Regions from separate parts of the Mus musculus genome. Here region 1 is linked to region 2. A link is a contact called in public HiChIP or PLAC-seq data. All regions are on one chromosome and are shown on one strand. The core of a region is the stretch at or near the end of the contact, and the rest is flanking DNA. Distances in the headings are between cores, read along the strand shown. Region 1 has its middle 84 kb from the start of Gm34745. Region 2 overlaps 3110039M20Rik (RIKEN cDNA 3110039M20 gene).

The links. HiChIP or PLAC-seq counts read pairs in DNA pulled down with a chosen protein or histone mark.
Region 1: an H3K4me3 HiChIP or PLAC-seq map of forebrain shows a contact between it and region 2, with 11 times the contacts expected there. The contact joins two enhancer-like sites. A contact is called at or near these places in 9 of 39 promoter capture datasets (the 3T3-L1 cell line, the C10 cell line, cranial neural crest and 6 more), 1 of 484 Hi-C or Micro-C datasets (cerebral cortex), 6 of 115 datasets of contacts at active chromatin or transcription factors (SST interneurons, embryonic midbrain, embryonic stem cells and 3 more) and 2 of 9 other capture datasets (embryonic stem cells and pancreatic islet).

Annotation. Positions count from the first base shown.
Region 1 is chr12:51,239,996-51,242,978 of GRCm38.p6, forward strand. No RefSeq gene overlaps it. Among named protein-coding and RNA genes, the nearest start is that of Gm34745, 84 kb to the left of the region's middle. Within about 2 kb of position 1,361, at least 16 of the 459 cell types and tissues checked have an H3K27ac peak or open chromatin away from gene starts, as enhancers often do. A contact at or near this core is called in forebrain, where this site is marked.
Region 2 is chr12:49,393,485-49,396,361 of GRCm38.p6, forward strand. The region is part of intron 2 of 3110039M20Rik (RIKEN cDNA 3110039M20 gene); the gene reads left to right. Among named protein-coding and RNA genes, the nearest start is that of 3110039M20Rik, 5.3 kb to the left of the region's middle. Within about 2 kb of position 1,482, at least 34 of the 459 cell types and tissues checked have an H3K27ac peak or open chromatin away from gene starts, as enhancers often do. A contact at or near this core is called in forebrain, where this site is marked.

The sequences.
Region 1 (2,983 bases), core at 111-2,610, 1.8 Mb after region 2:
ACAAAACACCCATGGAAGGAGTTACAAAGTTTGGAGCTGAGACAAAAGGATGGACCATCTAGAGACTTAGGTTTTATTTTAATTTTCATTTGAATTTGGTTCTTGTTTCTGTTTTGTCAGTGCTGTGAATAAAACAGCTTACTTGCTTACTCAAGTCAGGTACCACTAACCATACACTCTCCCTAGGATGCTGCTGGAGAGTGCTTTTTTTTTCAGCACATCGTAGAACGGAGAGAATGGGCATTGAAAAGCAAGGATCTCAACGTATGAGGAAAACAAACGAAAGAACACAAACATCAGCAGGTATGCAGCAACCAGAACACAAGTTGTCCAGCCTGAAGCAAGGGACAGCGCATGTTCAAGAGGGAGACTCAGGACAGAAGTGTGAAGTTGTATCTTACTAACTTTTTAAGTGCAGTAACTGGGCAAAAACAATAGCAATGGGATAATAAGAGTTAAACAATTTTTATACAGCACAGTTAGTTATTTCAGAGAAAACAAAAGGTTTCATAAGAAAGGAATCAGTCAACAATGGATTATTAAGACTACAATCTCATGACATGGTTCATAGAGTAACTAAACATCATGAAATATCTATTTTGAGAGTATAGGGGACCAGACTATAGAAATACCTAAAACCTTCATTACTAATATAATGTCCGACCTTGACAAATTAAAAGGGTCAAACACTGATAATTTTGTTATAAATTTTTGAGTTCATTTTAGAGAACCTGAGAAGTAAGTTAACAAATTTTGTCTTGATGAAAGATAGAATTTAGGGTCCAGTAAAATGACTCAGCAGTCCTCCATACCTGACAACCTGGAGTTTGATCCCTGGGATACACGGTGGGAATAGAAAACTAACTCCACAAATTGCCCTCTAACTTCACATGCATGTTATAAAACATTTGTGTACAAATAGACACACACACTTAAATAAAAATAAATAAGATTTAATTCTCTTTAAAAAAAAAAAAGATTTACGGTATGGTGATGTAACCCTGGCTACTCATCAGGCTTAGGCAAGAGGATCACTTGAGTCCAAGAGTTCAAGGCCAACCACAGGAACATAATACTAAGGAAAACCACCCTTAGAAAAATAATAAGGATATAAATTTTAAAGTGAGTAAATTGTAATGACTACAGCTTGATGGTGTACCAAGAGGAGCAAAACACCATCCCAAATCCCCGCGCTCCAAATTCTAAAAGGCTGCGTCTCTCTGCTTCAGTTTCCATATTTGAAGTCTGAGCTAAAAATTGCTTTCCACTTTACACTTATATGCTCAGATCTGTTCAGCTTCAACAAGGCTACTCCTTCTGCCTTCCTTTCGATGATTCATTAATGATTCATACACAGTCCCAAATGACAACTTGTCTCCAGGATCTAACACAGCCAAAAGCATTCTCATCTGACCCAGAGACCTTTCCTCCTCCTGGCCTCCAAGACTTGGAAGCATCACCAGGTAGCAAAAGGAATGTGGTGTTCTGAAGAGATCTTAATTGACTCACTAAGTTATGGAGATTTTAGGCAACAATTTACCCTGTTCTTAAATTTTAAAAGTAGTTGCCATGGCAACTCCTAGACACAGCATATGGTATGTCTGGTACCTCCAAGATAACTGAACAGATTCTCGACGAATTTTCCTTACAATATGTTGTGAACTTTTGTACATTTTACCGTTTCAGTGGGCAATGGTATAAGGTTCTGTGTTTCACTGTGCCATCTAGATATTTAAAGGCTGGTTTTGAAACATGTATCATTTACAAAAACAAACAAGCAAGCTTTTTAATGTATCCTCCTGTCCTTCAATGTATTTTCTTTATTAAAAAAATTAAAATCTAGTTAGTAGAAAAAAATAACAGATAATCAGGTAATCTTAAAAGGAGCAAGTGTAAATAAAACGTAAGTCATAAGGAAAATACTCTGCTCACTTACAGGGGAAAAGAGAGAAAAATGTGAACCCAGGTGTCACTTTTTGACATCAGATTTGTCAAGTTGCCAAGTAGGAGAGGTTTAAATTTGTATTGATGTTCCAACAGTTCATCTGGGATTATAAAGTCAAAGCCTTTAAGATCTCTTCATAAGACCTAGTCAACCTAGTGCTACAAGTCTCTCCTAAAGAACTTTTTAATCGATATGAATTTATATGCAGTTTTCTGTTAAAGAATTGCATATGATAGAGAGAAATTTGAAATGATTCTAATTCACTCATGTGGAGTGGCATGCCCGTAATGCCAGCGCCAGGAGTGAGGAGGCAGCAGGGGCGTGAGTTTGAGGCCAGCCTGAGCTACAGAGTGGAGCCTTGTCTCAAAGTCAAAAAGGAAAATCAGGAGTAATCTTATCCATAGTAAAAAATATATATATGGAAAATTAAAAGGTGTATAAGTGAGCTCCTATAATTGCGCTTTATATTCAATGTAATATTATTCTTTTAGGATTACTACTATTTCTTATGATATATTTTATTGGAAATTATGTTAGTTACATATTATGCATATGAATGCACTAAATATATACACTATATAGAGATACTGTATACAATATATGTACACATATCTATATAGGTAATATATATTTAAAAATAGATTCTTAAACAACTTTGACCAAAAAAAATAAGTGTTTATAATGCTGTATTTGTAATATACTTTTTGTGTGCAACCATACAAAACATCATGGAAAATCACTACCCCAATACGCACCGCCTTTATATAATGCTGGCCTTCTACTGAAGTCAGAGCACATTACTCAGCTCTGACTAAGGAAGGGATCCAATGTCACTTCATAGATATCATGCATTATATAAGACTGCATAAGAGAAAGATTACCCTACAGGGTTTGAAACTTCAAGCCACCACACGGCAGGGAACTGTGAGCAATCTCTAGAACCTGAAGAAAGACTTCAACCAAGAGCAGTAAAAAGCCAGCGCCATCAATCATGTGGCTGAGGAGATGTAAGTTCTGCCAAGACCTGAGTGAGCTTGG
Region 2 (2,877 bases), core at 232-2,731:
TTCTGGGAAAAATTAAGTAAAATCGAATAGAATTGTCAGTAGGTATTGCTCGTTTTTTGTTTTGTTTTGTTTTTTATTTATCTATTTCTATTCTGGGAAAAAATGTTAATTAAACATGGCAAACTCCGATTGCAGGTTGGAAGACTAAAATCGATCATTTCTGCATCAATAGTGTTATGTATTACTACATTGATTTGTGTTCATTTATGCAGAGGTTTCAGCTATTTTCTTCCCATATTTCAGTGTCTCCCTCTTTATTATTGTCCCACATTGCTTTTAATGCAGGAGCTTACTGTAGGAAGCGAAAACCCATCCATTCTAAGTACACCTCATAGTGGAGTCTGAGAGTGTGACCAGTTTACGAAATTGTTTATTCATCCTAGCTTTTTTAGTAATTAGGAACCCGCTTCTGCTTAAAGCCTCATGCTGCTTGAGAGCCTCCATTCTTTTCTTCACACATAGTATTGATGTGTTTCAATAACATAGGAAACATGATTTGGTGAGCTTAGGTTTAAATAGAGTGAAACTCACAAATAAGACATTGTTTTCCATTGGTTTGTCTGGGTTAGCTTCACAAAAATAAGATAGCCATGTGTTTTCAGCTGTTTTTTTTTTAATGAAAAAAATAAAGGATGGATCGTTTAAATATAGATGTTGGACATTTTAAACAACTGCTAACTCGAAATTATGCCAAGGGTCCTTATCCAGAAAAATAGCCATATAATGTCCTATATATTAAATACATGTATGCACATATGTTTTATTAGTGTGCATGTGTTATTACATCTTTTGAAGATAGTCATATCCCTTACACTAATGCAGCATATGGATAGTATGTACCAGGATCCATCTCAACACGAAATAGGAGCACCTGAGTTGCTCACTGTGTTCATTAAGTAGGAGCCAGGAGTAGGGGGTTGAGATATAGCCTTATTTGTGTTCTTCTGTTGCCATTACAAAGTATTAAAAAGTTGCTTGAAACCTGAAAAACAAAAACAAAAGTGGCCTATTGAAAGCTATTTAATATTTAATCTGCACCACTTTTGTCAGTGTGCAGGACCAGTCCTTCCACTTTCAGATAGGAGCACAACTACACAAAGCACCTAGGGATCCTTTTTTCCTCCTTATTTTAAAAACATTTATTATTATTTATTATTTATTTGCTATACCTTTCCTTCCCCCTAGTGATTATAAGATATATAGAAAACAGATCCGAATTATTTTTGGGATCGAAGTGGTTGTCCATAAGTGTAGGGGCCACAGGCAGAAGGTATCCTGGGATGTAAAGTTTTGCAGAAGATTGAATGGGAGGGAGAGAGAAGTGGTGGAGGGGGGCTACCTTTATTTGCTTCACTTGTTTAAATTCTCTTTTCCTTACCCAAGTCTTTGGAACCCAGTGCTGTAAGCACTCTAAGGAGGTTGAGATTCCTTAGCACCCCGAGTCCGGGAAGGATTTAACAGCCAAGGCGCTTACTCACCAACCCCTCCCCGCATCTTTCACGCATGCACCAACTCGTCCTCACGTGCGTGGTATAGTGGACAGTGTTGACTTGAATTGCTCTCTGGATGCAAGCCTTTCCTGTGAATGAACCCGAAAACACTCGACAGGTCGTGAATAATCGTTTTAATGAGTGTGCAAAGTGTGCGACAGGGTGCACCGAGTTGTCGGGTTAAACAAACAACTTGTACTCTGACCAAATCGGATTGTTAAAGTGCAAAGTGATGTCAGTACCATTCCCACTGCCTTTCGGAAATCCACAGATCTGACACGCGGGAGTCCAATTTTCCCCATTAAAGAAAAATAACAATATTTTTCAACCGTGTGTGATCTTCTTTAATATTAACCAGAGCCAAACAAAACCTCACTCGAGATCACAGTAGTTCTACTGAAAAAGCAAAACAAAAGGAAGGAGATCCAGGGAAAGGAATAAGGACACATCAGGAATTCTGGGGGAAAACTTGTGCTTTATATTTCACACATCCTTGGGGATCTATGCGATTGAAACTATTCGTTCAATTGTCTATACCCAAAACGAGTGGGATAGTAGTTTATTCACATGCTAATACTGAGTTTGTACTCCTATGGGGGGCTTTTCTGTTAAAAATTTAACTAATATTTAATATGTGTGTTAACCCCATGAGTGTGAAGAAGTGTCAATCTCACATGTATACTTGGAAGAAAGCAATACAAAGGATTGCATCGTAAACAACCACAAAGATTAGGGTTTCTCAAGAATCATATTGCAGTCAGAAAAAAGTTATGCTTCTCTCATATTCTTGAAAATATCTACTTAAAACCACCTTCATAGATTCCCTTGTTCTTTCTTATTTTGCTTTTATAATTTTAAATATTAAATAAGAAAAGTAAGAAAGTTTCAAAATGTTTATGAGAAGCTAATACTTTGAGACATTCCTTTTAAAAAGTTTGAAGAGAGAAATGTGTAAGAGATTTCTTTCCCTTGCTAGTACCTTCTATATATTTAAATATCAAACAGTATCCCCATGAGGTTTGCAAATCCATTTATGGGTTTCACAAAGCTTCTGTACCCCATAACATCGTAGGTAGATAAAGTTTGATATTTGGTCAACAGTATTCATTTCTTTATTAAAGATGGAAAGTGTGCCATAGCCCACTGTCTGTATATTCATCGGTTCTTAACATGTTAATCTGTTCAGAAAGTTGAGAAGCTGGGTATGTAGTATAAGAAGCCATAAATATGGAACCTCAGACTTGTTCACTTAACTTTTAGCTACATATCTGTGTATATGTGTTTCTGACCATCTATGTCACTTTTGTTTATGCATAACTACTAGCAACTTTTTGAACTAATTGACCTAAAACAGAGAGCTGAGGTATTTGACAAAGTCTTAACAAAC